Regions from separate parts of the Mus musculus genome. Here regions 2, 3, 4, 5, 6 and 7 are each linked to region 1. The links are chromatin contacts, called in public promoter capture Hi-C maps. All regions are on one chromosome and are shown on one strand. Each heading gives the region's core, a stretch centred on a gene start, on an enhancer-like site or on the middle of the called end of the contact. The rest is flanking DNA. Distances are from core to core; before and after follow the strand shown. Region 1 holds the start of Akap10 (A kinase (PRKA) anchor protein 10). Region 2 overlaps Map2k3 (mitogen-activated protein kinase kinase 3). Region 3 holds the start of Zfp287 (zinc finger protein 287). Region 4 has its middle 27 kb from the start of Mmgt2. Region 5 holds the start of Lrrc75a (leucine rich repeat containing 75A). Region 6 overlaps Lrrc75a (leucine rich repeat containing 75A). Region 7 holds the start of 2410006H16Rik (RIKEN cDNA 2410006H16 gene).

Region 1 (4,095 bases), core at 916-3,415:
TGACTCCCAACCCCTCAAAAAGGTTGTTTCTAGCTCTCTTGCCACATTCAATCTCCAGAAATCATCTGGAATAATCTTTTTACTCCTTAAGTACATTTATTTATTTTGTGGGAGTGGATGTACCACACAGCACATGTGTGGAGGTCAGAGGACAACTTAATGGGAGTTACTCTTTCCCTCCACCATTGTGGGTCCTGGGGCTCTAACTCTGATGGTTAGGCTGCACAGCAAGGGTCTTTATCTGCTGAGCATCTGGCTCTAGAATAAACTTTCTAAGCAAATAATCAGATCACCCTTTATTGTAAGGTCACCTCTCTTCAAAAGCTTTACAATATATTCTCTCTGCATTTGGAATAAAACTCTCGATAATGTGGTGTCTGCCTATCTGCTTCTCTATGCCTCAGCCACAGTGGCCACCTTGCCTTTCCTAAAGGGCACCAGCTCTTTATTCCTGGTACCTCCAGTGTCTTTCCTGACCTCTCTAAAGTTACATTCTACTACTGATCCTCTAGTTTTACGTTTCAAGGTTACATACTGAATTCTTCTAACATCCAACCAAAATAGGTTTTTCTTCATAAATTAGTCTTTCATTACACATCATTCAATTTGTAAGTATATACACACTTTTTTTTTTGGCCTTATTTATTGCCTGCCTTCAGCATCAATGAGTTTCATAGGTACAGAGACTACGTCCATATAACTATTTCATGACACCCTAAGACAGTGTCTGGCAGACTGGACACTCGACAGTGTGTGTTAAATGAACAGACAGAAGTCTGTTGTTCAACTTGAATTAGTCCCATACTTAGAATGCATTCCCCCCCTTAAAAAACAAGCACCACAACACTGTCAACCTAGGTACATTAACAACTCCAGAGATATTAAGACACTTTACTGATAAAGCTTCCTATTATTTACCAGTTTCATTCATTCCCTCACCTAGCATCAACAGACAGCCTCAGTCCTATGAGGCCTTTAGGAATCATCTGATTCTCAGCTGGAAAAAAAGTGGGTTAACCGGCTGTTTCGGGTTACAGAGTTTATGAAAAAGCTATCACGTGAATACAAGTCTGATTTGGTGTTATGTTTAAAAAAAAAAAAGTCTGTCTGATACATCTTCTCAGTAAGAATGAAGAGATACAACCACCTCCACCTAAAGAGATTTGATTGATCAATTTGTGTATGTATATTTAATGAAATACCATAACCCTTTCCAGGATCAAAATCACCTTGCCTCTACTTTAAAAACTAAGTAAGCTTTTACAACTGGACATCCGAAATCTAAGTAGTTCGTTTATAGTAGCAGCAACGGTCTCAATAATTAGTAAAGTTGCTCAATCATCAAAAGCAGTAGTCTTCTGAATACGGAACTTCAGTAGTAAGAAATTTTATTTTAGGAATAACAGTGGGCCCCCTTCCGCTCTCCACCCCCGCCCCCAAAAGAGGAAACTAGAAAATAGCGCTAGTTGAAGAAATAACAGTTGCACGTGGTTTTAGGTATAACCCCCCCCCCCCAATATTCGGAAAAGTCAAGACTTCCTATAAGTAAAGGGATTTCCTTGATCTTCATCCACAGTGCGCGCGTGGATCACACACACATACAAACCTCCAGAAACCAAACACACCAGGAAAACCTTTTCTTTAGCCAACAGGTGTTAATTTCTATGGGTTTAAGCAGACACTTTTGGCCCAAAGCGACAATGCCCCTCGACCTCGCTTGAGGAGGCCACCTTCTTCCCTGCGGAGTCCCGGGCAGCACACTGCACCGCGGGTGTCGGCGCCGAGGCCGAGCGGCTCATCGAGAGCCTCGCGGCCGCCCTGACAAAACCCTTGCAGGTTTGCTGCCCCACCGCTGCCCGAGACCCGGCTCACCCCCCGCCGGCGACCCCTCGGCTACCTTTCCGCCGGAAGAAGGACATGGCGGGGCCCGGGTCGGGGCGGAGGGCGCGGGGGGAGTGTCGCGGGGAGGGCCCGGCTCCCCTCATTCAGCAGCTGGCCGGGACTTCCGGGGCCGCAGGAGCCGCTGCACTAGTCCGAAAACAGCCCCTTCTTCCGGGTGTGGGCGCTGCCGCCACCTCGGGATGCCCCGGCAGCTGCTGCCGCCATGTTATCAACAAGCCACCCGCTTAGAGTTCCGGTCCGTCCGCGCGCGGGGCTTCACGGGAGGCCCCGGCCCCGCCTCCTCCTGCGCACCTCCTCCCGCGGGGCCGGGGCGCGCGCCCGCTCAGCCCACGTGACCTGGCGTCCTCGAGTCCGCGAGCCCTTCCCCCTGGAGGCTTCGGATGACAGCGTCTCTTTGCTGAACCTCCTCCTCTTCGGGAAGCCCCCGCCAGCACTGCTGCGCAGCCTTTTCGCGGAATCTTGCTAAATGCCGCAGGCTGCTTGGCAGCTTTACCCTGCCAGGTCCCCGGGGGATGCAGGCGAGCCTGCAGGACGAGGAGCTGCTCTTATGTAGCTCCCGAAGCTCCCTCCCTCAAAGTGACCTCAGGAAGGAAGGAGAAAAAGAGTGGTAGGCTCATTTTCAGATGAAATCCCTACAGATGCTCAAAACAGAAAGAGCCAGCAACCTGAGCCTCAACAGAGGGCTATTTCTTCCGTTCTTATTCGAAAGCCACCTTCCTATAAATCTTCTGGCTTTCTTAAAGCTTACCCACCTTTAGCGCCCTGGATGGATGGCCACTATAGCTACAACTACTGTCAAAAGCGAACCAGGAACTCGTGATGCACACAGTTGCTGATTTTTATGTTGGATCAGCAAAGTCTACCTGAGACAGAAGGAAAAACAAGTGCAGAAGCGGCAACTTGCCTGATTATTCGGTGTGTTAAAACAGGAACTAAGTAAAGCCTGGAGTCTTAACCATATTATTAGAGCAGGTTAATAAGTTTGCTAGTTTTGTTTCCAAGCCTGTTTGCTAAATGATGAAAAACCATCATAGCTAAACTTATTTATAACATCGTGCACAGATACCATACTAAACCCTCCAGGTTAGTAACAGTCTTTAAACTTGCTCTTGGTATGGAGGAAACTAGGCCAGCTTTCAAGGTCACGCTGGGCAGGAACTGAAAAGGAGAGCAGGGCTGTGGTTGCCCCATGTGAGGTAATGGTGTGGAGGTCTGAGATGATTTGGAAATGAATATTACACTCTGGGCATACCCCTCCCCTATTCCCACCCACTGCCCACCCTTGAAAACCTTTCCTTGCCTAAGAATATTAAGGCAAGCCAGGGGAGGTGCTCTGGTGGTGAAAGCCTTTAACACACTTGGAAGGCAGAAAGAAGCCAGTGGATCACTGAGTCCCAGGTCAGCTTGATTTACTTAGGGAATTTTAGGCCAAGGTGAGACTGTGTCTCAAACAGATAAAAACAAAACAAGGCGTTGAACGATGGCTTAGCAATTAGGAGCACAGACAACACTTGCAAAGGATCCACAGTTAGAGTATCTACTCTGTTCTTAGGCAGAATGGGTGGTGTGTCTTACATTATTCCTTTGCCTTTCCCTTCTGGAGTTCCAGTCTTGGCAGAGACTGTTTTGTATTTGTTAACTATTGGTTAGCTGATCAGGGCAGGAGGAACACCAGACGAATGAGTGAGAAAAATCCCTTAAATGAGCAAAAAGTCAATGGGGTTGAGGGGAGGGCTCTGGCTCCATTAGGATTTCTAGAATCCTTACTCATTCTCTCAGGCTAAATAAACATAAATCAGTGTTGAGGAAGTGTTTTTCAACTCAATTTCCAATGAGGTTTATTCTTTGAGCCCCCCCTACCAGAGATTCTGGAGTTGCTTTTATTCTCTGTGAGAAATAGATTGTTACAGTCCATTTACAGATAAGAAGAAAGCAATAGGCCCCCTAGCTGGTGGCTGGTGCAGGCTTGTCACAGAACTCTAAAAAAGTTACAGGTAGTCTGCTACCCTATTGCTCATGGTCAGAAAAGGAGGAGGGGTGCTATCTCAAGCCCCAAACTATTCATTAGATAAGGTTTTGTGTCCTAAAACAATAACATGGGAAATTTGGGAAAGGGGCAAGTTCTAGCCAATGGAGACAAGAATAGAATTAGAGGGAACTTAAAACCCCTCCAGATTGGGGGGACCTTAAAAA
Region 2 (4,095 bases), core at 407-2,906, 990 kb before region 1:
GTGTTATACATTGCTTTATTACTCATCACCCCATTTGCCCATAAACAGAGGCTGGGGAACACTTACCATTCACAGAGGCTGCACAGCTATGTTGGCAGAGCACAGCTACAGCAGGTTCTATGATGATCTCCTTCCATCCCGTTCCCATGTGAGGTGCTTAGGGGAGCCATGGGACCCTGGGACCCTGGCTATCACCCCCATGTTCACTGGAGCGTGAGGTCTGCTGAAGCAGAGGACCACCTATCATGCACGCAGTCTTTACAGTGGATGCTTCCCTCAGTGTGACCCTGCAACTGGTGCAAAGTGGAGACCTTGGCGAGGCCATACCAATGTGGACCCTGACAGGAACTCTTTTTCACCTTTGCAGGAGACTTAAAAATTACACACACAACCAGGCAGTGGTGGTGCACGCCTTTAATCCCAGCACTTGGGAGGCAGCAGAGTCAGGCGGATTTCTGAGTTTGAGGTCAGCCTGGTCTACAGAGTGAGTTCTAGGACAGCCAGAGCTACACGGAGAAACCCTGTCTTGAAAAGCCAAAACCAAAAAAAAAAATATACACATGATATATATATATATATATATATATATATATATATATATATATATATGCATGCCACATGTAGTATACTAGTATACTTTGTGGGTATCAGTTCTTTCAGTTCAGTCTTGTGGATCAACCTTCCACCATGTGGGTTTCAGGCATGGACCTTAGATTATTAGACTTGATAGTAAGTACTCTTACCTGCTGGGCTATCTTGCTAGCCTGTTTGCAGAGGACTTTGAACACAGCGGGGAGTGGTAGCACCTGACCTTTGGTGGGGACTGCAACTTTATCTATGAACTTCCCACTGGACGGTTGGCAGCCTAGTTCTTTGTGCCCAAGCTTAGGAAGTTCTCTCCACATGTGTAAGGCATGTAGGTCCCACAACTTTGTTGACATCTCCTGTCTCCTTGCTCATTAGTGGGTCACTGCCTGCCATCTGAGGCCAAGGGCAGCTGGTACAGGGGCACATGTCAGGGTGGTCTGGGTTTGCATGTCTTGTTTGTCCTTGTGCATATTGTCAGGGATGGCCTTTGACACTCTGTTGGAGGTGTTGTCATTGGAGTTCATCAGTGGCTGGTGGCTCTGGCAGCCCAGTGAGACTAAGGAGCACTGAATGTCTTGTCCTGGTCCTGTCTGCTATGGTTATAAGCTTTCCTCCTGTCCCAGGAGTTGGAAAGACTAGAGGGTGGCACCTTGGGGACTTCCCCCCGTCCTGGTGTGACGCACAGGAAACTCTCTATCAGCCAGCCTGTGGCTCAGGGCCTGAAGGCAGTAAAGTTCCCAGTCAGCCTGTGTGGGGAGAGGCAGCCAGGCTTCCGGTGGGTGAGTCAGCAGACACTGGGTGCTGACTCACCACAGGCATGCCAGTCACTGCCTATAGCTTAAAGGGGCAATGCCAGGCAGGGGTTACATACCTGTAGGCTGCCCCTGGTCCTGGGCTGGACATCACAGGTGACGGTCTGCTTTGGACTTTTCAGTTGAGCTGGGATTCTGGGCAGATCCTCCTGTCCTGTCCAGGAACTTCCTCTGTTAGGTAAATGACTCTTGCTTCCTCTTGCTCACCACAGACGAGTAGATGGCAGCTGTTGTTGACGGTCCCTGGCCCAGGGAGCAAGGTCTAGTAAGAGCCAGGAGCAGTGGCCTTGCAGGGACAGCCAGCTTGAACTGCCTCGGTCAGATCCCTACTCTGCCCATTTTGCAATGTAACATTGAACACATTGTATCCAGTACATTCTTGATACTTTGATTAGGTTTTAGTCCAGTGAGTAGGGGACATCTTTCAGAGAAGAAGCCGGAGTGCTCCTCTCCCCCCCTTCCCAGGAAGTACAGGAGCCTTGCCTGTATGGATGCAGATGGCATTATCCAGCAGCATTGCAGCTATGTTATAATGGGCCTAGGATCCCAACCTGACTCTTACTTCCTCATCAGGGCAAATGGCATATCCTCTTTGACTCTCAGTCCGCTTCTGGGCAGTGGGAGGAAGTACCTCTCCCCTGCAGGGTGGTAGTAAAGATGGGAGATAGAGTTTCCCAAACAAACGGCATCTGTCATTATTTAATTGTTGGGACTCTGGCTGCTTCTCATTGGGAGGTGAATACATGGCTTCTGATGATGTATTCATAGGGTTTGTGACACGAGGCTTCTTTGGTCAGGAAGCCAGAGTTTGCCAAGCTCTAGGGCAACCTTCCTAATGCTACGACCCTTTACTATAGTTCCTTATGTTGTGGTGACCCCTGCCATACAATCATTTGCATTGTTATTTCATAACTGCAGTTTTGCTACTATTATGAGTTGTAGTGTAAATATTTGTGGTTTCCAATGGTCTTAGCCGACCCTTGTGAAAAGGTTGTTTGATCCCCAAAGGGATCTTGACCCACAGGTTGAGAACCCCGAGCTCTCGGCTCTTTTTCTCCTCTGCTTCCTAAGCCGTAAGCTACCATTGCTCCTGAACTGCCTGAGACAATCAGGAAGGGGAGTAGAGAACTGAGTTAGTCTGTCCTTTCTGTAGATCTGTCCCTGTCACTCAGCCTTGTTGACCAGTGGCCGCCTTGAAAGCATAGGTGAGGGAAGCTCAGGAGGTGCAAGGCCGGCCTCAGGGTACAACCTCCTGGGCTAGTTTCTCAGGTGGGAGAATTTCATCCATGTCAGACCTGGTGCTAGCCTGGGGAGTGAGGGAGGGAGTGAGTGGGCAGCAGGACTCAGGTGTGCATTCTCTCACACCTCCCCTTGGTTGTTTGTCCATGTTGCCCATATCTGTCAGGCCTGTGTGCCCAGCAGCCCCTATAGATTTTTCTTCCCCCATTGCAGGTAAAGAGCAGAGACAATGGCAGCTTGCCCTATCTCACTGGGGCACGTACTACAGGCCTAGTGATACCTGGCCTTGGCAGGGTCAGTGGCTTTCTAGCCCTCCCTACTTCTTAGCCCTGCCTGCAGGGTTATGGTAGTAGTGCCTCCGCTGAGCTGGAGTCCAGGGCTGCCTTGGCTGCTTCTCTGGATGCTCTCTGTGATCAGCTCAACGGGGCCCTCCTTGCATGTATGGGCCCATAGTGAAGCCTGCTCCTGCTTTCCCTTCCCTCCAACTTCCTCCCTCCCCCTTTGCTCCCTATTGTCTTTCCTCCTCCTCCTCCTCCTCCTCCTCCTCCTCTCTCTCCTTTTCTTTTTGAGACCTAATTACAAATGTGCCCCACCCCATGGTTTTATGTGCTGTTGAGGATCAAGCTCAGGATCTCTGAGGATTCAAGTCAGGGCCTCATGCACACTAGGTAAGCATTCTACCAGTTGAGTTATAGCGCCAGTTTTTCAAGTTGAGCTTATTAGCAATCAGTTGGTGGAGGCAAGAGGAGCAGAAGTTCAATGTCGTGGTTCAATAGCTGTGGTGGCGCATACCTTTAATCTCTGCACTTAGCAGGAAGAGGCCATCGTGAGACTCTGTCTCAAAATGAAAAATTCAATGTCATCCTCAGCTGTATACTATACAATGAGGTCTAACGTGACACTGCCTTAAAATATACAGATAAATAAAATTGAACTTTGGTGTGCCCAAAGTGTGTTTATCCCCCTGTCCTACAGAGGCCCAGGCTGTTCCACACTGTCAACTACAGGATATCCCTGGGATGAGAAGAGGAAGGAGCTGGAGTCTGATGTCTAGGACCACCGTGCCTCTTCTCTCTTGGTTTTGGTTTCATTTGTGGTGGGACTTTGTGGAGTGGAAGGAAAGTTCTGTGTGTGGCTTGATGAGGTGCTGGTTTAGGACAGTTCAGAGTCTATGTGGGTGGGTGTTTCTCTTGCTGCTCCAACCTGTGTGGCTGTGTGAACAGCCTTGGTTTTGGTCACCTACATCACTGCAGGTGCCACCAAGTTCAGGTGTTTGTCTTGAGTCAGCAAGTGTGCAATGACAGGCCAGGCTCCTTGGACACAGGGCTGAAAAGGCTCCTGGATATTAGCAGCAGGGTTTGGGCATAGTAAAAATGTAGATGGGTGGTGTCGGGGCTGGGGGCGGGGTGTCCAAGGGTCAGTACTTTGGCCTGGCACATGATAACGTTCTGAATTG
Region 3 (4,095 bases), core at 1,077-3,576, 800 kb after region 1:
AAATAGTCATAATCAAATCAAATCAAATCAAAGCCGAACTCTAACTGTGTAAATAACTCAACGTCCAATGTCCAATGGAATCCATTCACAATCTTCTGGGCTCCTCCAGAAGGCCTGGGTCACTTCTCTGGCTCCAATCTCTGCAGAACACACAGCTTGTCCTTTAGGCTCCAGCTGGATTCATACCACTGCTGCTGATGTCCTTAGTGATCACTCCACGGTACTGGATTTCCAAAATGCTGGGGTCTCTTGATGAAACTGGACTGTATTTTCACCAATACCTTCTGTGCTGGCTAGTCTTATATTAACTTGACACACAAACTAGATTTATCTCAAAGGAGGGAACCTCTATTGAGAAAATGCCTTTATAAGATCGTATAGGGCAATTTCTTAATTGGTGATTGATGGTGGAGGGCCCAGTTCATTGTAAGTGATCCATCCCTGGGCTGGTCATCTTGGGTTCTAGAGAAAAAAAGTAGGCTGAAAAAGCCATGAGAAGCAAGCCAGTAAGCAGCACCTCTCAAGGCCTCTGCATCAGCTCCTGACTCCGGGTTGCTGCTCTGTTTGAATTCATGTCCTGACTTCCTTTTATCATGAACAGCAACATGGAAGTGTGTAAGCCAAATAAACTCTTTCCTCCACAACTACTTTTTGGTTGTGGTGTTTCATCTCAGCAATAGAAATCTTAGTAAGACAACCTCTTCTGGGACTTCTTCAGGGATCCCAGCCCTGCCACACAGTGCTAAGCCTCAGATGCTCGCTGTGACTCTTTTATGCCATCAAAACCAGTACCATCTGAGTGACTCTTACTCACTAAGCTTGGCAGCCAGAATGAGGTATAATCTTGTCTCCCTCTGAAATATAGCTTCTTGGGCAATTTCTTATTCACCTCAGTGACACTGGTTTCTTTTTAGTCACAGCTGACTATTCAGTTCCAGATGACCAGACACCAAAGATTCTTCACACAAAAGGCCAAGTTTGCGTTTCTCTCCTGCTCTTAACATCCTTCTCTTCCTAGCTCCTACAGAATAGCTCACTGAGCTTCCAACACTCAACGACTTTTCTAGCCTAAAGTTCTAATGTCCTTCTACGATCTTCCCATAACAACATGGCCAGGACTGTGACAGCAATACCCTACTTCTGGTTCCAATTTTTGTCCCAGTTAGGGTTACTACTGCTGTGATGAAACACCTTGACTAAAAATCAATCTGGGGAGGAAAGGGTTTATTTAGCTCGTGCTTCCACATCACTGTTCATCATCAAAGGAAGTCAGGGCAGGAACTCAAACAGGGCAGGAACCTGGAGGCAGGAAGTAGCTCTCAGTCTTATAGAGGCATTTCCTCTATAAGATGACCATAGCTGTGTCAAGGTGACATAAAACTATCCAGCACAAGAATGGCCCATCAGCTCAAGCATTTTTGGTGTTCTCTGCTACCCCTCATACACACAGAAGCAGACTCCTCAGAGTGCAGGATAAACACACAGAATTTACCCTGGTCTTCTTTTCCTCTATCCTTGAATTTAGAATACATTCATCCTAGACACACACACACACGATGTGTGTTTATTGATGGTGGTGTTAGAAGCAATAATTTAAGGAACCATGAGCAGAATGGTTAATTTCTAACTTGTTGAAAACTTATCACCTTGCAGAAAGAAATGTTTCAATATCCAAGTCACTAATATTCCGGATGTTCTCAGCAACAGAGCAAATTTGTGATTACTGGGACAAACTGGAGGTTTCCAAACAATCTCATAGGGGCGGGGCCAAGGCGATCTATTTATCTGCCTTGCATAGTTTGCTCTATTCCCGGAGCAGAGAAGACAAGCCTGTTAGGCTGTGATTGGAGGCCGTCTCAGGAGCTTCCTCAAGTGTAAACCGAAAGCACTATCCACCTCTCTCAAAGCCAACCTCACAAGTATCCTGACACGGAGAAGAACCCACACGTACTTGTTTGGGGCTCCAACTCCCAGCCTAGCTCATCCATAGTCATGCATGCCCTGAGGAGATGCGCCCGCCTTGCCTCCAGCCGCCTCCCCTTCCCAGCCTGCCCCGGGCCGGCCTCCCCGTGGACATTCGCGCTCGGACATCAGTACCTGTCACTCGGGCCCCGTCGGCGCAGCCCGGGCAACAATGGCGGCGGCGTGGCGGGAGCCTCCGTGGCAGGCTCGACTCAGAGCTGCATCAGGGGCTCAGCTTCACCGCTTCTCTCCCTGGGAGGAGCCGGGAGCCGTCAGTACACGCTCATTCCAGCCGGGTCCCCAGAGGCCCCGGCCGGAACCCCTAGCTCCCGGGCTTCGCAGCGACCTCGCCTCGGCGCCACTGCGCATGTGCTAGTGGAGAACGCTGCTCGTCCGTAGAGCCAATGGGAAGCCGAACCCGAGCCTTCCCATCCCGAGCCCCAGGCCCTGGACCTGTCTCTATGGCAACCTCCTCCACCCATCACCGTGACTTGCCTGTTAGCTACAAGGTTTCGACCGGAACTTTAAAGTTTACCTGGGCAGAGACAGGCCTGGCAGATGACTTGGATGTCAGGGCTGCAATAGCAGTACCTGGGAAACCATTTGGAGAGTAAAGCCGGATTCTTACAACGCAGAAATAGACAGGCATCAAGTATGTGGCTTGTAGGGAGGAAACCCCACAGTGCTCTTTCTAGATGGACTGTAGTGCATAATTCCTAATGGCTCTGATTGTCACCTCTAGAATCCGACACTGAGACCTCCAGATTCAACTAACAGACAAATTCTCTGTCTTCAGCATTTCTCTTAGCTCCTTCTGTTCTGTGGATTCTTTGGTTTGTTTTTTGATGGCATCCTGAACTTCTTGGACATCATAATACTCATTTTAAAAAGTCCTTCTTGAATTTAGGTACAGTAGTCAACCTCGTCTCCCATCCTTGATAGTCTTTCTTCTGCCTGGCTGAGTCCATTGGTGATGTTTCTATTGTTTTTCTGTTCCACTCACTGAGTTTTTTAATTTTTTTAGCATTTCTGTGTGGGCTCCCTCCCTCCTCAAAATACTGATTTCTTTCCCTGCTTATGTTCACAAAACAAACAAACAAACAAAAAAACAAAACAAAAAAACCAGGTTAGATTCACTGGGCCACCAAAACCAAACACAAAAGTAGGAGAGAGGTGGATCTCTGTGAAGTTTGAGGCCAGCCTAGTCTACACAACCATTCAAGGCTAGCATGGGCTACATAATGAGAGGAGGAAAAGGATGAAGAAATGGATTAGTGGTTATGAGTGCTTATGATTCATACAAAGACTCTGGTTTCAGTTCCCAGCACCCACGTGATGACTCAAAGTCTGTAACTCCAGTTCCAGCGGCTCTGATGCCACTTTTGACTTCCACAGTCTCCTGTGATACGCATACACAACACACACACACACACAATTAAGTAAATTCTAAGAAAAATAAATAACATTATTATGTACAGCTTTGAAAATAAGTGTGAAATACCAACCAGTCAGTAGTAGGAGAAAAGAAGTCAAGATCAGGGCAGTAATTAATGTTGATGGACATTAAGCTGACTCATGTTCCTTGTGCTTGTGAAAGGAGTAACAACAAACACAGATGTACAAGCACATGCACAGTAAAGTGCAGATGCCTTTAGGTGTGTGCCTAGGAGTGGTATAGTCAGGTCATATGGAAGATTTATTTTTTTATTTTTGAGACAGGGTTTCTCTGTGTAGCCCTGGCTGTCTTGGAACTCACTCTGTAAACCAGGCTGGCCTCGAACTCAGTAATCCACCTGCCTTATTTTTTATTTTTATTTTTATTTGATAAGCCTCTGCATTGATTTCCATAGTGCCTGAAGCACATTACATGCTCACCAACCATGGATAAGGTAGCCTCTTTCTCTGCAACCTTAAAAGCATTTGTTGACGTTTGTTTTCTTCCAATAGCTATTCTGACTGGAGTGAGATAGAATCTCAAAGTAGTGTTTTTCTGATGGCTAAGGAAGTCAAACACATTAAAAAGTGTTATTGGTCATTTTTATGTCTTCTATTGAGAATCGAGTTCATTGGCCCATTTACTGCCTGGTGTTTAATTTCTGCACAGTTCTGTATATAGTCCAGACTAGTGGTTCT
Region 4 (4,095 bases), core at 782-3,281, 750 kb after region 1:
TCAGATCTCGTTACGGATGGTTGTGAGCCACCATGTGGTTGCTGGGATTTGAACTCCGGACCTTCGGAAGAGCAGTCGGGTGCTCTTACCTGCTGAGCCATCTCACCAGCCCCCCTACTCACACTCTTATTGTTCACTTGTATTTCTCCTTCGGAGAAGTGTTTATTCAAGTCCTTTGACCACTTTAATTTTTTTTTTTTCCCCAGACAGGGTTTCACTATGTTGCCATGGAATTCACTAGGTATATCAGATTGGCTTCTAACTCACAAGAAACCCAGTGGCCTCTTCCTCCTGCATGTTCAGATTAAGGGGGGCACCACCTCACCTAGCCTTTTGACTATTACTCTCCTTAACTTTATTTTCATGTTATTTAGTATATTTTATGTTATTGGTATTTATTATATTTTATGTTATATATTATGCACATGCCTGGTGCCTGTGGACACAGAAGATGACTAATCCCTTCCAACTGTGAGTTGCCATGTGGGGGCTGGGAATTGAACCCAGGTCCTCTGGGAAAGGAGTCAGTGCTCTTAACTGTTTGATCCATTCATTTAACCCAAGCTTTGGCCATTTAAAAATAAGTGGTTTTCCTGACCATTACATATTCTGTGTGGCATTAAATTCTGTCATTCTTACAATACTGTACTTGTTGGAAGCCCTGGGCACATACAGCCCTATTCTATTCTTATAACAACCTTGAGATATAGGTACAACCCAAATTCAAGGACTGCATGGGTCAAACCACATTCCTACGGTCACACTGCTGGTAAATGATGGAGCAGGGAGTTTGACAGGGACAGAGGGGAACTGGGGGAAATTTTATCGGTATCTTTTCTAAAGCCCTCATCGGTAGTAAGTGAATAGCTTCGAGGCAGGAGCCAGCATCTGCTGATTTCATCCCAGCTTTAACCAGCTACGGAGCTGTGCCTCGCCCCACCCCCACCCCTCTCAAAACTGAATATTTAATATAAAGAATTGTTTGCGCAGATGTTGGAAGACCCAAAGAGTCAAATCTGCAAAGCTTAATAACCAGCGTAATGGATACAGCAAGAGGCCATGAGAATAACAGACAGGGAAGAGTCAGGTTGCCAGAACTCAGGGAGGTCCTGCGGGGTAGAAGATCAGGCCCTCAAGGGAAAGTATTGTGCATCTGGTGATTCAGGGTGGCGCGGAGGGGGCGGGCAGTCACCTGTGCACCAGCATCTTCTGAGAGAATGGAATCTGGGAACTTTGGTTCAGTCTGCTCATCGTGCCTGGCCTTGGTGACGCTGTTGGCACACATGGGAAAATGCTTTGCAAAATCCCCACACACCAGGGAGAAGAGGTAACGCATTCTTAGGATTCACCACAACAGTGCCGTATCCACACCCGCATCTTCCCGCATTTCACACAACTCAAGCTCTGTCTGTGTGCTTGCTGTTTTCTGGTATGTCTGCTTTCAAATGTCCCCAGGGGGCCCAGTAAAAAGGTTGGGGAGCCTTTGTAGCATGCCACAGGCGTCCTTGTTGGGGCTAGCCTCTCCTACCTATTAGTTGTATCATTATCATCACGATCATCTTTTATGTAGCCCAGGCTAGCTTCGAACTTGCTATGTAGCTGAGGATGGCCCTGTACTCCAGATCCTTCTGCTTCTGCCTTGTGAGTGCTGGGACCACAGATGTGCACCACCATGCCTACATGCCCAGTAGTCTTGAGGAGGCAGATCAACAAGGTGGGGTCATGAAGCTTGTGAAGGGGGACTGTCACCTCTGCCACAGTGGTTTGCAAAGCTCGGTCCAGAGCTTCTGCTCAGCCCCGCTTTCTCCCTTCCCAAGATCCCTCTCTCCTTTGCCCTTCACATTGGTGTTGCTGTAATTGTACCTCAGGAAATAACCCTGAGGCATCCGCCGTATCGGAGCCCCCAACTGGATCTGAGCCACTTCAGCCACTCTCTCCTCACAGTCCGAAAGCACCGTTAAACAGGAAGTTAGGGCGCTTTGGTGTTGTGACTGCCTGTGGACTGTGCAGTGCCTGGAGGGCGGAGGATTTGTTTAGCATCCCTCTCCTGCCATCTGGTGGATGGATAAGAGGATTATGAACAGACCCGGCAGGCAGGACACCTAAGAGAAAAGAGTGTTTTCAGGGGGGGAAAGAGGAAAGCAGCAAATGGAATGCCACTCTGCGCTGAGGCCTAATCCTAGGCAGCATGCCCTCCCTCGCTCGCTCACTTCAGCTACCTAATCAACGTTGCAGAGAAAGCTGCATGACTTTTGGCGTCTGCAAGAAGAGTGTCACCATCCTCCAGCTATGTCACCAGCTGTAAATGCCCTCAGAGGCTGGCTGGCTTCACAGAGCAGGCTTTTCTCTTCACTTAGGACGAAGCCTTAAATGGAAGATTCTAGACATGAACATTGTCTGATTGTGCCTTATTCTGATATTATGATGAATTTGGCTCTGTCCCGCTCTATCCCACTCAGGACAAGAACCGCCCATTGGTCCAGTGTCTCTGTGTACATGTGCTAATAGCCATCCCTGTTGTCGGTATGACTGCCATGGTCTCACACGCTGGTGTTCAAGTTGCCTATATTTTACTCAATAATGTCTTCAAAGTGCAACACTAGGGATGCTGGCAATTTTGCCATAGTCTATCTTACTGTTGTTGGTAATCTCTTCCTGGGTCTAGTATGTTAAAGTAAATGGTATGCGGAGTGTGTGTAGAAAAAGCAGAGTGTACATAAGGTTTGCTACTATCTATCTTCTGTTTTGAACACCCACTGTGGGTCTTGGAAGATAGCCCTCTCAGATGAGGGGGACAACTGCATTCACAAAGAATGGGTTCTTGCTAGCTTGTGACATCATAGACAAGGTGGCTGCAAGACTCACTCTGGAGCCAGGTGGTGGGGATACACACCTTTAATCCCAGCACTCAGGAGGCAGAGGCAGGTGGATCTCTGTGAGCTGCAGGCCAGCCTGGCCTACAGAGTCAGTTCCAGGGCAGCCAGGGCTACACAGGGAAACCCTGCCTGGGAACAAAAAACAAGACAAAACAACCAACCAAAAAAAAAAAAAAAAAAAAAAAAGACTCACTCTGAAGACGCTTCCTGTGTTCTGTGTAGCTTGGGAGGGAAGACCTATGGGTCACGTAGTTTCAGAGGTGCTCAGCTCTCTCTCTGCTGCTTCTGGGCCTGCGGTAAGTGTTGCAGGAACTTCCCCCAGGGAGACATAAACAAATGTTTTTGTTTTTGTTTTTGTTTTTGACCCCAGACAAAGCACCAATGACCAATCAAAGAGATGTGTCTGTTCAGGTCTGCCTTGGTGAATCAGTGAGTTTATTTGGCGTGTAGAACCAAGGGTGAAGAGTTACTCAGAGGAGTGTGGGTTAGCCATATTACAGAAACATCCTGTCCCATCATGGATAATGACTCCCACAGTTACATACTCAGACTCCCCTTCAGTTAACCCTCCACTCTCTGTGTACACTAACACGTCCTAAGACTGGCACAGCCGGGAGCAGGTGCAGCTGGGAGCGGCGACAATCTTGGATGGGAGTCTGATGACCCTCCTCTCCCCTTGTTTTTTTTTGAGAGAAGGTAGCAAGCCTGATCTGGAGGGTGCCCTGTGAGCAGCCATGGCTACTCTGCTGAAGATGGCAAAACTGTTATGGTTAGAGAAAAGCATTTCACAGAAGTGAGGCAGAGCATCTGGGCAGGAAGGAGGGAATGGGTGGCCTCCCAACATCCTCTTCAAGGACATATCTCAAGTGACCTAATTTCCTCCCACTTGGCTCTACCTTTCACAGGCTCCACCACCTCCTAAGGACACTTCACACTGATACCAAGCCTTTAAGACATGAGCCTTTGGGGACACTTCAGACCTAAACTACATTACCTACTGAAACCCCGCCCTTCAAACCGTAATTCCCTGCTCTTCCCTAGCCTCTGGCAGTCACTTTTATTTCTGTTTCTGAGACTTGACTCCTCGGTGTACCTTATTCATCTTTCTGTGACTAACTCATTTCATTTAGCATGATGTCGTTAAAGCTCAGGGATCAGAATGGCTTTCTTTTACACAGCTGAATAATATTCCATCCTGTGTATATGTTACATTTTGTTT
Region 5 (4,095 bases), core at 1,090-3,589, 720 kb after region 1:
GAGCCACTCAGACTGCAGCACAAATCTGGCTAGACATTCCGCTGCTTGGTTTCAGGGTCCTAGAAAACACCCTTTTCATTTGTCACAGACACTGGGACATCCCTGAGCCCCACTGCCACACGCCTAAGGTCAATGACCGTTTCCTGGAAGGGCTCTCTGATCCCCACATTACAGGCAACGCAGGGCAGCTCTCCAGGTCCACAGCCCTCATCATCAGGCACAGGGCCAGGGAGCCCCAGAAAAGGGGGAAGTCTGATTAACCCTGCCTCTTCCCTTTAGCCCTCCGGGGCCTGTGGTTGGAGAGGTGCCAGAGAGAGAGCCAAAGACACACAAGCGGAAGACCCTAAAGGGAGAGGGCCAGGTCCCACAATGCGATGTGTAATTTTACTGGATACCCCTAACATCAGCCTCCTCCCTGAGACCCTCGGCTCCCTCCAGTGGGCTCCTAACTGGTGCTTGCCAATGTTGCCTTAATTTTCTCCCCTACCCCTCAATAAGGGCTTGTCAGTTTCTTCCTTGCTTTGGTGTTCTTCAGGGCTGGGGAAGCTGCATGTGATTGGTACAACCCTCTTACTGCCTATTGCACAGACAGCTAATGACGGTCTGGAAAATCCATTTTTGCATGTGAAAGTGACAGAATTACCATGGAGGCCATACAAGGTTGGCTTTTGATTTTCAAAAGACAGAGAAATACACACCACTAAAGTTACATGGTGTAAAATGCTATCTTTCTTTGATGATTCAACCCAGAGAAGGTATCTGAGGGTACAGCAGCCTCTAGAGAATCACTGTGGCTGTTGTCAGGAAAACTAGAGGCAAAGGTGGAAGGCTTACACCTCCCCAAGTCCTCAAGTCTCTACTTCTCTTTCTTTTGCAGTGCACACACCTTAGGAACAAACTCCAGAGAAACATTATAGGGTGTGAGGGAAGCCATGGTTCAGAATCCAGGGAGATGTGGATCCAATTAGATCCTGGAAGCTCCTCCCAGGAAGTTGTCCCTACAGCTTCTTCTATCAGTAATGGGAAAACCTCACAAAGGTCAGCTGAGGTTTCCCCTCCCCCATTTTCAGCACACTGTTTATCTACAGGGGTCCTCCAAGAATATAAGGTCTGCACAAAAATATAACGTCTGTGCGAGTCCGTGACACAAAGCCAGACCAAACCGATCTGATCACTGTTCCACCGAGCACCTATGCACCCTCCTGCCTCTGCCACTCAGCAAGACCCTATAGTACAGGCTACCACTTTCCCCGGAAGAAAATGAGAAAGGAAAACAAAAAAACGAGAGGTGGGTGAGGCACCAGCCCTTCAATAGAGGGGACTATTGAAGGGGACTATTGGTCAGATGTGTAGTATGCCCCTTAGTCAGTGAATCAGGACCAGGCTGAGAGAGTACAGTACAGTTCCTGCTGGCCAAGAAACCAAGCCTAGCTTCATTCTGACCAAGACTTCTGCCGGGGTCTCACTGCAAGGACCAGCCAAAGTTAGGGGAGATGAAACCACAAGACACAATATTGGTTGCAAACGATCTAGGGGCTGAAATCTTACTGGTCCTAGGGACATACCTCAGAAGCTGGCTTAAACAGATAACTGCGCATTCCCTGGGGACCCTTGCAAGAGGGTGATAGGTTGTGAGCAGAGAGGAAGAAAACTCTGGCCCAGACCAGGCATTCCTCTCTGTATCCTCTCTCATCAACTATCCCTGGGGACTTGTGGAGGAGAGGAGCAGGGACAATGGTCCAACAGGTCCCCTTTACCTACCTGGACAGGTCAGCCTTCCTCACCCTAGCCTGAGGCCCCAAATTCAGCAGGAAACACAGAGGCACCTGCTGACACACCGCTCCATCCCCGCGAAACGGGGACCCTGGGCGGTGCCTCCCGGCGCTCTCCTGTCACCCCCCTCGTAGGGGCGGGGCGCTCCGGGAGCCGCCGCGCCCCCCATGCCCCCTCCCCGCGCTCACCTGGCGCAGGTGCTGCAGCAGCGTCCCCGCCTCCTCCCGCCGGCCCTGGCGCACCATCCGCAGCAGCTCCTGGACCATGCCGACGCGCCGGTGATAGGGGGGTAGCCCACTGCCCGCGCGCCCCGCCTTGTCCCCGGCGCGCAGCAGCAGCGACGCCCAGAAGTCGGGTCGTTCGCGGCGGGGGCCGGGCGCCGCGCCGGGGCTGGCTCTCTCCGCCAGGCTGCCCTTGGTCTGCCGAGTGCCCATGCCGCCGCCCGCCTGGGGCTGCGCGCGCCGGGCTAAGGCCGCGTCCCCCGCCGGCTTCGCGCCTCCCCGGCCGCAACTTTGGGGGAACTGTTGCGCGCGGGAGGCGCGGGCGCGGGGCGGGGGCGGGGGCGGCTGCGGCCCGCACTCCCCTCGCTCCTCCCTCCTCGCTGCCCCGGCGCGCTCTCCCGGCGCTCGCCGCCAGCCCGTCCCGGCGCTCGCCGCCAGCCCGTCGGCCCCGCCCCGCCCCGCCGGCCGCCCCGCCCCCGCGCCGCCGCGTGTCTCCCTCCCTCTCCGGCGCCCGCTCCTTCCCGCCGCGCGGCTCTGGGCTAGGGGTGCCCGGCGCCCCCGCCCTGCTTTGTCCCTGGTGCAGCGCCCCCTGCCGGACACTGTGCTGCGCCTCTTGGGGCCCGCGGCTTCCTGGCAAAGGTCAGTGAGTTCCCCGATGCTTTCCTGACTGCGCGCCTAGGTGAGGCCCAGGGATTACGGTGGTGGGAGGAGGTCGGGGCGCCGAGCGAGGGAGAGAAACTTCGGAACTTGGAGGTCCTGTTCGCCGCAGAGTCTAGATTCTCAAGAGTGGGCTCTGCAGAGAATCAGTATCTCAGATTGTCCGAGGTGCTGGTTTAAAGCGTAGTATCTCAGGCCTGGCTCAATGCCCACTGAGCAAGCCTCTTCTCCGGGCCTGGAAATGTGCATTTAGCTAGCATCTTGGGTGGTTCCGATGCTCGTTTCTTGGAGCCCCAGTGGCTTTCAGGTAGGTGATGGTAGTTGGTGCACGGACACAGATCTGGATACTCTAGTTTTGTGAACTCTGCATTCTTTTCTCCCTCCGACACTGCTGAGAGGAGACCTTTAAGTCTTCCTGCTACTACTTCAAAGCGGAAATGTGGCTTCTGGTTAGACATTCCTTGTTGCCTTCTTCTCGGGTTTCTTCTACCAACCCCCTGGGAACCCATGGTGCTTGGATAAGGTATTTTGGAGGCCCATGTGCCCTGTTCTTAGCTGTAGGAGGGGCAGCAGTTTTATTTGTATTTATTTATTTATTTTTTCTTTCTTAAGGTCGCTAGTATTGCTCTAGGCCAGAGGGCTGGAGTCCACCACCTGCTGCTGATACGTATCAGAAAAGCCTTGGGCTTCCAGATCCCTGGCTCCTTCTGGAAGGTTAGGATAGTAACACAGTAACATTTATGTCAAGAGTTGGAAGGTGAAGACTGTGTGTGTGTATTTCTGTGTCTGTTTACCCTGGTGCTTTTTTGTTTAACAAAGTTTCTCCCTGGCGTGGAACTCCCCAAGCAGGCTAGTTTGCCTGGCCAATGAACTCCACAAATCCACCTATTTTCCACCTTACTAATTTAGGATTGTTAGGTGAGTACGACCACACGACTTTTTCTTTTCTTTTTTAAAGATTTATTTATTATATGTAAGTACACTGTAGCTGTCTTCAGACACACCAAAAGAGGGCATCAGATCTCATTACGGATGGTTGTGAGCCACCATGTGGTTGCCGGGATTTGAACTCAGGACCTTCAGAAGAGCAGTCAATGCTCCTCCCCACTGAGCCAGCTCACCAGTCCTTTTTTTTTTTTTTTTTTTAAGGTAGATCACATTATGTATCCCTGGCTAATCTGGAACCTTTTACATAGACTAGGCTGGCCTCGAGTTTACAGATTTACCTGACTCTGACTCCTGAGTGCTGGGGTTATAGGGGCGTGTGACAATTTTTCTTTAAAAATTAAAAAAAATTATAAATTAAAATCTTTAAATTAATTTAGAGCTTAATTCTTTTTAAAAATGAGTCATGGATACCAAACTCAGTCCTGCTTGCAAGGCAAGCATTTTTACCCACTGAGCTGTCTCTTAGACCGGTGAATACTTTTTGGAAAAAAAAAAT
Region 6 (4,095 bases), core at 1,189-3,688, 690 kb after region 1:
TGGACCCAGACCTCAGTCCTAGCTCTCTGTCTTGCAAAGACTGACCAGCCTTCAGCCAGTTCTGGAGTAGCCCAGGCCAGTGGTGAATGAAGAGCAGAAAAGGGGTCCTGCGTTTTGGTAGTTACACCTCTAAGAGAAAAGAAGAGGAGGCTGGTGAGATGGCTCAACAGGTAAGAGCACCCGACTGCTCTTCTGAAGGTCCTGAGTTCAAATCCCGGCAACCACATGGTGGCTCACAACCATCCGTAACGAGATCTGACTCCCTCTTCTGGTATGTCTGAAGACAGCTACAGTGTACTTACATATAATAAAAAATAAATAAATCTTTAAAAGAAAAAAAAAAAGTTGGTTACTACGTATACCTGGCTCCAAGGAGAGCAATAAAAAAAAAAAAAAAAGAGAGAAAAGAAGAATGGGCCTCTGCCCCCTCGGACCTGGGGAGGCCAGGGCACTAAGCCCCATCTCCTGTGGGAAAGGAAGTTCACAGAGAGCTCTGTACCACAGGTAGGAGCCAGTTTGGAGAGCCCTGCCTTCCACTGAGCAGGCACCAGCCTCAGAGGCAAGCTGCATGCTATGAGACAAGCTGCGATCCCTGTCACTCAGTTTGCTTGTCATCCAGTGACACAAGATGTTGTGTGGCCACGTGCAGGGACTTCTGAAGAGCTGGCTGGCAGCTGTAACCCTTGCTTTGACCTCTGACCTCTGATCTCTGATCATTCAACCCCTCAGGCATGATGCAGCCCTTCAGGCAATCTACCCGACAGCTCTAAGCCCGTGCCCTCTCTGTAAAATGGAGACAGTGACCTTAGCATCAGATGTTGGTGAGAGAAACCAAACTAAGCAACAGGGACAAAGCTTCTGTGGTCCCCTCAAAGCCCCTCCTCACCCTGTTGGCTCCTCACTTCTTCACTACCACACCATGCAACTCCTTTGGCCCACAGACCCATCTGAAAATGTACTGAAAGCCAGTAACTTCAGAAAACACAGGAATCGGGTCCTTGGCATAGGAACTCCAGGTTGGCCCTGTGGTCAGGAGGGTGTGTTAAGAATGAGGAAGACAGGCCTCACCCTGACTGGAAGCTGGGAAGGCCTCAATTCCAAGGGCATCAGAAGGCCATGTGGTCAAAGGGGCCTAGCATTCAAGGCTCCCTTCTTTCTTTTCCTTTCCCTTCCCCTTTACTGTGCAGCCCAGGCTGGCCTCGAACTTGCAACCCTCCTAACTTAGCTTCCCAACCACTGGGAGTACAGGCCATGGCCAGCTAAGGGTTTTCTTTTTCATCTGTTCTGCTTGCTCCCCTTTGGCTGTTGACTTAATGCTAGGCTCTGCCCCTCTCCTGAGTACATCTGTCCTTGGGGGCGATGCTCTCAGAACTCTGTAATCCCCTTGGCTTACTGTAGGTCTGTGGGTGAGGGACCCTCTCCTTGGGATGTGTTTTTTCCTGATTGTGAAATGGCAGATCAACTACAAGTTATTAAACTGTGTTCTAAGGTCCTGGGGTAGGCAGGTGTTACTGGGGACGGGATGGGGGCAGAGCAGCTCTTGGTCTCAAACAAATAAAAAAATCAAAGTGCTGCCAAAGAAGAGTTGAAAACCACCGAGAAGGTGGGTAGGCTTCTTGTCCTCTGTCTTGCCACACTGGGTCCCATGTCTACAAGCCCCCATATGCCAAGCCATGTGGGGCCATCATATTCTTAGAAAGACCAAGAAAGACCACTGGAGACTGGGCAGGTCAGACTGGGTGCAGACTGCATCTCTCCAGGGCTATCCTTAGCTGTCTCCTTTACCCTTCAACTCAGGAGCCCCATGGCAGACAATGGCTGTCTCTACGGTGTCTCACTGGCATCCCAGAGTTGGAAAGGGTGGAAGAAAGATGCCCCCTCCAGGAGGGGAGAAGTTGGGTAACTGAGTCACAGGGTATCACCTTCCTGAAGAATTTTTAGCTGGGGTGGGCCTCCCAAAGGTCCAAAGGCTACAGTAGGAAACACCAGCCCGGGGCTGGGCAAAGGCTGCTATTTTACTGCTTGTTCAATTTCCGGCCTGGCCTGGGTCCAAGCACACTTGTGTTACAAGGGCATATCACGGTACCTGGGTATCTTTTCTGTGTCTCTTCCTCTAAGTCAGTTCACTGGGGACTTTTGTATCACAGTCCATAAACTGGATGTGAGGGAGGAGAGCTAATTAGCTCCTCAGGGTATCCCCAGATGGCTGCAACTTTTGCCATGGCCCTGGGGAAGCCAGCTCCCCTGACTGTAGGCATGAAGGTACCAGTGTTGTGTGAGGGAACTGGAAAAATCAAATCCAGATGTGGCTGGCCTTGGAGGGGCTGTTGCCTTGCAACAGGGAGGCACTCAGGAGGCTCTCCTCTTCTTCACTGTGTCCTCACTAGAGAACAGCATATCTCTAGGAACCATGCGCACAGATGGCTGCTCATCAGACAGTCTGGGTGAGTCTCTCAAACAGCACTGAGTCACTGCTGATGGGAGCTCCCTTAGGAGGGTGTAGCTGGGCTAGCCCCAAGCCGCTAACTGCTTCCTGCAGTGCCTAAAGGTGACAGGCACACAGGGCATCTCAAGGAGGCGAGCCCCATATGACACTAGCTCAGATAAGCAGGTTTGGAGACATTTTGCAATGGGACAAGCAATGATGGGCTTAGAGCCAAGGCTATGGCTTCCAAAGGGCAAGTATACATCCATTCTGGAAGGCCGAACAGCACATTCCAAGGTCTAAAGACCAGGGGAGGAGCCTGAGGCCCTTTGGAAAAATGAGGCTCTTCAAGGGCCTCTTCCAGGGACATAACTTGCGTCATATTGGGCTCTGTATAGATCCCTGTCCCAAACAACCTGCTGTGACAGCTTGAAGGCAGCTGCAGCAGGCCTGGAAACCGGCTGTTGGGGGAAAGCAGGGTAGCAGCCGTTCACAACGGGAAACAGCCTCTCTTCTTATGTCTTTATTCCCTTTGGAAAATTCAGTTACTTTCATAAAAATCTATTTTTCTCTTATGCAAATTTATTATAAAAAATTTAAAGTTACACACACACACACACAACCCCACCCAGCTTTGTTGAGATATAATCCACACAATTTATTCATCCATAGGACACACTCTGGGGCTGAGGTATATAGCTCAGGGCAGAGTAGCCAAGGAATCCAGGGCCCTCCTCTGGCCTCCCTAATACTCTGCATCTGTGAGGCGTTGGGTTCAACCCTCAGCACACACACACACACAAACCAAAACCAAAACAACAACAACAAAGCCAATCCTAAAGTGAAGCTTTGTACAACCACCATGATACATTTTAGAAGATTTTCATTACCAAGAAACTTTGTGACCATGACCCCAATCCCATGTCTCCCCTCTCAGGCACTGGGCAATCACACCTGCTTCCTGTCTCTCTGTATTCTGAACTTCCTTCTCCTTTGTTATCTACTGTAATTATAGATCTTTCCACAATGTTGCCTTCTCCCTATTGTTACTAATTTTAAGTTAATATAGGTAAGCCCTTTAGAGACCCTCCTCCTTAAAAAAAGAAAGGAAGAAAAGATTTACTTAGCCAGGCATGGTGGCTCACACCTTTTATCCTGGCACCCAGTCTACTGAGTGAGGTCCAGGACAGCCAGGGATACAGAAACAAAAATCAAAACACACCCTGCCCCCAACATTTACTTATTTTTATTTTATGTGAATGAGTGCTTGCTTCAATGCACGTGCCCTGTGTGTGTGCCTGGTACCAGGGAAGTCAGAAGAGGGCACTGCATTCCCAGGAACTGGAGTTACAGATGGTTGTGAACTGCCATGTGCATGATGGGAACAGAACCTAGGTCCTCTGCAAGAGCAACAAGTGCTCTTATCCACAGAGCCACCTCTCTGGCCCCTTAAGTCCCTTTGTTTTAATTTCTAATACTATAACTAGCATTAGATAGGATCTCCACAAGGGAAACCTCTTTGCAGCCCTCAATAAATCTGAGGGCTACCCAAACCATTCAGGAACTGATGCAACAGAAAAATGTGTTATTCCGGGAGGAAGAGACTAAGAGGAAGGAAGTAGGGAGTCCCAGGAAATTCTGTGGCTCTGAACCCTGAAAAACTTCTCTGG
Region 7 (4,095 bases), core at 821-3,320, 670 kb after region 1:
GTCTGAGAGCAGTATCCTCGGCCTTGTGCTCTTTTTTTGTTTTTTTGCCCATGAGTTCCAGACCCACCCAACCCTGTACTCCTTTTGTTTTCAGGGGAGTTTGATGAAAAGTCCTTAGTACTTTTTCTTAATTATTCACAAAGCCTGAAGGGCTTCATATTTGGCTCTTTGACTTGGCGTTTGCTAGATGTTTCTGCAACTTGAAACTCCCAGAAGGGGGAGGGCAAGGGAGAGCTGCACCTCTGTTAAAGATTCAAGGCCAAATGACTCAAGATTGAAATTAGTGTTCAAACCAGAGCTAAATTATTTTGGACTATTTTTGGTCCCTTTGAAGCCATCCATATCCCTTGCCCCCGAGTTAACATCCTTGTGACTATGAAAACCTTATATTACTATTCTTGACAGGCCACTAATTTCCACACATTCAAAAGCTAAAAACATCATTGGGCAGCACCTGAAACCTACAACAGAGTCCTCATCTTTACTGTAACTTGCCAATTGAGGTCCCCACCAAATGACTTTCCTTGTTCTGTAACAAGTTAGGCAATGGTGGTGGCACATGCCTGTAATCCCAGCACTCGAGAGGCAGAGGCAGGCAGATCTCCAGGTTCAAGATCAGCCTAGTCTACAGAGCAAGTTCCAGGACCGCCAGTGCTACACAGAAAACAGCACCTGTCTCGAAAACGGCACCAAACCAAAACCAACCAACCAACCAAGCAAACAAAAACCCAAGACACTTCCAATATAGAACATGGTATTTGGGGACCCATGAATCTTGTGTTCCTGGCCATGGTCAAGCATATTTGGCTCCAAGGGAAATTATCTTATTCCCTTTAAGAATGTTTTGGCCTGGACTTCCCTCCCTCCATCAAAATTCTGTTTATTCCTCAGACCACCAAGATTGCAGTCTCATGACCACCTGTCTAGTTCTGTCAAAATGAGTTGCCTCCTCAGCCTATTTGCATAAGAAGTGCATGCAAGCACTTATGTGTGTGTTGCTGGGTAGAACCCAGCATATCATATATACTAGCTCAACAGATTTTGCACTGAGGTGTTTTGAGACAGGATTTCATTCCGTAGGCCAGGCTGGTCTTGAACTCACAAGAACCCTACTCTAGTCTTCAGGTTCACATATCCCAGGCTGACCTCATAGCTGAAGATGACCTTGAACTTCTGATTCTGCTGCCTCCACATACCCAGAGCTTGGGAGTTTGTCACAATGTCCAGTTTATGAGGTGCTGGGGATGGAGCTCAGAACTTCATGTTTGCTAGGGAAACACTGCATCCCCAACCCTTGAGAAAATCAAACATACTCATATACTGAAGGCATAGCATTAGCAGTTTTCTATTACCTATGCCCGATGCAAGTCTCTCCAGTCAGAAGTGGAAAGAGCAGGGGGCAATGGAAATGGATCAAGAGCTCTTCTTGATTCTACAGTTCTCTAAGGAATGTGATGAGGGCCGTCTGCATAGGGCCTTGAGAGACTCCGTGGATATGTTGTAAAAATAATGGGGTGCAGAACGGCCCCAATCATTACACTTTTGTAACAGCGTTTGTCTTTGAACGCGGTTTCGTGTGTGTTAGCGTAGATGAGCCAGGCTCTCCACCACCCAGTTAGATTATATAGGCCCGCTTTTTTTTTTTTTTTTTTAAATTTAAAATAGAGACAGGGGCTCATTAAATTGCCCAGGCTGGACTCGAATTCTTGCGTCGGGTTCCTAATCGATTACGATTACAGGCCTGCACTGTCAGGTCTGACTACACATTTCACACACTACACACGTTCACAAAGGACTAATAAGTCAGGGAAGACAACGAGGACGGAAAACCGCGGAAAGGATGTCGAGTCCGCGCTTAACCCAACACGCAGGCGCGCTGGAGCTCGCGCGCTCTTCGCTACCCAGAATCCCCCGGGGCGGGGGAGACCACTCGCTCAACAGAACGGGGGAGGCCTGGGTCGCGAGGCGGGCCGCTGGAAGTTCCCGTGAGCCTTTGCCGCCCTCACCTCCCTGGGGTGAGGAGTGGTCTATTCCTAGCCCTTAAGAGGAGGGCGCTCACGCGCCGTCTTTCTCTGCGGCCATCATGGGATCGTGCTCTTCTCGCTCGTTGAGCTGGTCCCTTCGCCGTGGCCTGCTGGTGACGGTCTGGAGCGATGCTGAGCCCGGGCCCAGCCTCTCAGCTCCGCCTTGTGCGCTGCACAGATCTAGGGGAGCCTGGTAAGTCGAGGTCTGCATCGCGGGGCGCCGCGCGTGGGCGGGGTGTCGGCTGCAATGATGATGAAACTAGAAAAAAAAGGAAGTGCCGTCCGATGCGACAACTGACGACATCCCTAGTTAGCTGACTGCAGTCGTTTAAGCCTCGGCGACCCAGTGCTGAACACAAGTGTTCTAATTGCCCCTCATGACTCTTACTCTTCTAACCTTTCAGACGGGACGTTGACAACGTGGAATAGGAGCAGTATCATCCCACCATGAGGTAAGGGTTTCTGGAGTATCAGGTGGGGTTCATAGACAAGAGGCTGTGTAGCTTTCGCTCCAGGGACTCCCAACATACCCTGGCCCATGTGGGCACATACATAAATTTAAGACGTGTCTCCATTTAGTGGCTGGAACTACTAGTTGGAGGACAGCAGAAAGCTTGACTGCTGTGATGAGATGACTAAGTAGGAAGTGCCGTCAGAGTCGATAACTGACGATAACTGCTCCTGGCTGACTGCAGTCAAGCCCACACCGGTGGCTGGGGTTTAGGTTTAACTTGGGCTGGACTTTTAACAACTGCTGTACTTCTAGGTTGGGGATTTAAGAGTGGAAGATTGCCAACAGCTGTGGCCTCCCATGAGGTAAGCTTTCAGCTTGGGATTTTAGACCGTTTTGATTTGAGCTAGAGTGTTCATGTATGAGCATCAGTTTTGCCTGTACTCAATACTGGTTGTAGCTGATGGGGGTGGTTAAGTAAGGCAACAGTGCACAGCTCTTACTGTAGAGCCATTTTTTTTTTAAGATTTATCATATCTAAGTACGCTGTAGCTGTTTTCAGATGCACCAGAAGAGGGCATCAGATCTCATTACGGATGGTTGTGAGCCACCATGTGGTTGCTGGGATTTGAACTCCGGACCTTCCGAAGAGCAGTCGGTGCTCTTAACCACAGAGCCATCTCCAGCCCCCTATAGAGCCATTTTTGTGTGTGTTTGCTGTCTTGATGCTAGAAAAAAATGGCACCGGACTTAGGTGGTTGTGAGCCACAATTAGTGCTGGCAGTCAAACCTGGTCTTCTAAGAACTTAGACCTTCTAGTCCATTAACTTGGGTCTTAAAATTTTCAGTTAATGTGGTCTTACAATTGAACCCAGTTGGGCTGGTTTGGCTAGTTGTAAATGTATTTTAGTAATTTGAAAAATACTTCCCTTTTAGGTCTAGGATGTGTTAAGAACTGTAGCTTTCTTGAGAAGAGGCAGGCAGAGTTCAGGCCAGCCTCGTCTACAGTAGTGAGCCAGGGCTACAAAGAAATCCAAAAGAGAAAAGCCAGGGTGGGAGGGCAGCCATTGATTTTGCAAGGCTGTTATATATAATGTCCTGTTTTCTGCAATCCATTTTAGGGTGTCCCCTTTCAAGTTCTCAGAACGGACGCAGGACTGCAGATCTGTGCTGGCAGCAGCAGAGGTGAGTTGGTCTGTACAGTGACTATCTGTTATTACTCTGAGAGATATCAAATGATGATATCACCTAAAATAGCTGGAATTACCGGCAGATTGGTAGTGGTGAGCCTATGGTTTTCTGAAGATATCATTAAATGTTCTAAATGCCATTGATCCAGGCAGGAGTGATTCTGAAATTCAGCTCTTTTGCAGGCTATATTCCCAGAGGAGTCTCCAGCCGGCCTGAAAGCAAATATCCTAAGTGACATGTCTGCCAATTTTGTTCTGGGTGGGCACATTTGGTAATCCTGTCTGTACCACAGGATCTTCTATGCCTTTTAAAAATAAACATTTGTTTATAAACCAGATTGCCAGTGTTTTGGATGAATTAAGTTGTGTGTACAGCTAACCATCAAAGCACTCTAATAAAGCACAGTCCGTATTGGTCCTTGAAAACATG

Evidence for each region. Promoter capture Hi-C pulls out the DNA fragments that hold promoters and counts their contacts.
Region 2: a promoter capture Hi-C map of liver shows a contact between it and region 1, with 2.9 times the contacts expected there. The contact joins the enhancer-like site here to the promoter of Akap10 in region 1. A contact is called at or near these places in 3 of 39 promoter capture datasets (liver and pre-B cells).
Region 3: a promoter capture Hi-C map of embryonic stem cells shows a contact between it and region 1, with 3 times the contacts expected there. The contact joins the promoter of Zfp287 here to the promoter of Akap10 in region 1. A contact is called at or near these places in 3 of 39 promoter capture datasets (embryonic stem cells and pre-B cells) and 1 of 9 other capture datasets (embryonic stem cells).
Region 4: a promoter capture Hi-C map of the HPC-7 cell line shows a contact between it and region 1, with 7 times the contacts expected there. The contact joins the enhancer-like site here to the promoter of Akap10 in region 1. A contact is called at or near these places in 14 of 39 promoter capture datasets (the 3T3-L1 cell line, 3T3-L1-derived adipocytes, the C10 cell line and 9 more), 3 of 484 Hi-C or Micro-C datasets (the G1E-ER4 cell line and cortical neurons), 1 of 115 datasets of contacts at active chromatin or transcription factors (large pre-B cells) and 1 of 9 other capture datasets (embryonic stem cells).
Region 5: a contact with region 1 is called in a promoter capture Hi-C map of pre-B cells. The contact joins the promoter of Lrrc75a here to the promoter of Akap10 in region 1. A contact is called at or near these places in 11 of 39 promoter capture datasets (the C10 cell line, the HPC-7 cell line, cranial neural crest and 6 more), 1 of 484 Hi-C or Micro-C datasets (embryonic stem cells), 1 of 115 datasets of contacts at active chromatin or transcription factors (astrocytes) and 1 of 9 other capture datasets (adipose tissue).
Region 6: a contact with region 1 is called in a promoter capture Hi-C map of the HPC-7 cell line, with 7 times the contacts expected there. The contact joins the enhancer-like site here to the promoter of Akap10 in region 1. A contact is called at or near these places in 14 of 39 promoter capture datasets (the 3T3-L1 cell line, the C10 cell line, the HPC-7 cell line and 8 more) and 1 of 115 datasets of contacts at active chromatin or transcription factors (astrocytes).
Region 7: a promoter capture Hi-C map of pre-B cells shows a contact between it and region 1, with 2.9 times the contacts expected there. The contact joins the promoter of 2410006H16Rik here to the promoter of Akap10 in region 1. A contact is called at or near these places in 13 of 39 promoter capture datasets (3T3-L1-derived adipocytes, the C10 cell line, the HPC-7 cell line and 8 more), 3 of 484 Hi-C or Micro-C datasets (CD4 T cells, the N1E-115 cell line and pre-B cells) and 9 of 115 datasets of contacts at active chromatin or transcription factors (the SCID.adh cell line, astrocytes, embryonic stem cells and 6 more).

The regions. Positions count from the first base shown.
Region 1 is chr11:61,928,092-61,932,186 of GRCm38.p6, forward strand. It overlaps Akap10 (A kinase (PRKA) anchor protein 10), which reads right to left and starts at 2,166. Exons shown (of 15, transcript NM_019921.3): 1 at 1,898-2,166. The coding sequence starts at 1,985.
Region 2 is chr11:60,934,170-60,938,264 of GRCm38.p6, forward strand. All of the region lies in intron 1 of Map2k3 (mitogen-activated protein kinase kinase 3), which reads left to right. Among named protein-coding and RNA genes, the nearest start is that of Map2k3, 4.2 kb to the left of the region's middle. Within about 2 kb of position 1,657, at least 261 of the 459 cell types and tissues checked have an H3K27ac peak or open chromatin away from gene starts, as enhancers often do. A contact at or near this core is called in liver and pre-B cells, where this site is marked.
Region 3 is chr11:62,729,570-62,733,664 of GRCm38.p6, forward strand. Zfp287 (zinc finger protein 287) reads right to left here and starts at 2,327. Exons shown (of 6, transcript NM_133208.3): 1 at 2,098-2,327.
Region 4 is chr11:62,673,915-62,678,009 of GRCm38.p6, forward strand. No RefSeq gene overlaps it. Among named protein-coding and RNA genes, the nearest start is that of Mmgt2, 27 kb to the left of the region's middle. Within about 2 kb of position 2,032, at least 90 of the 459 cell types and tissues checked have an H3K27ac peak or open chromatin away from gene starts, as enhancers often do. A contact at or near this core is called in the G1E-ER4 cell line, the HPC-7 cell line and cortical neurons, where this site is marked.
Region 5 is chr11:62,646,184-62,650,278 of GRCm38.p6, forward strand. It overlaps Lrrc75a (leucine rich repeat containing 75A), which reads right to left and starts at 2,340. Exons shown (of 4, transcript NM_198861.1): 1 at 1,962-2,340. The coding sequence starts at 2,207. Mmgt2 (membrane magnesium transporter 2) reads left to right here and starts at 2,481. Exons shown (of 2, transcript NM_175002.2): 1 at 2,481-2,673.
Region 6 is chr11:62,622,378-62,626,472 of GRCm38.p6, forward strand. The region is part of intron 1 of Lrrc75a (leucine rich repeat containing 75A); the gene reads right to left. Among named protein-coding and RNA genes, the nearest start is that of Lrrc75aos1, 10 kb to the right of the region's middle. Within about 2 kb of position 2,439, at least 140 of the 459 cell types and tissues checked have an H3K27ac peak or open chromatin away from gene starts, as enhancers often do. A contact at or near this core is called in the HPC-7 cell line and hippocampal neurons, where this site is marked.
Region 7 is chr11:62,600,807-62,604,901 of GRCm38.p6, forward strand. 2410006H16Rik (RIKEN cDNA 2410006H16 gene) reads left to right here and starts at 2,071. Exons shown (of 5, transcript NR_030738.1): 1 at 2,071-2,217; 2 at 2,429-2,476; 3 at 2,791-2,840; 4 at 3,597-3,660; 5 at 3,849-4,000. Snord49b (small nucleolar RNA, C/D box 49B) reads left to right here and starts at 2,280; the gene lies at 2,280-2,342. It overlaps Snord49a (small nucleolar RNA, C/D box 49A), which reads left to right and starts at 2,654; the gene lies at 2,654-2,715. It overlaps Lrrc75a (leucine rich repeat containing 75A), which reads right to left. Exons shown (of 4, transcript NM_198861.1): 4 at 4,078-4,095. It also overlaps Snord65.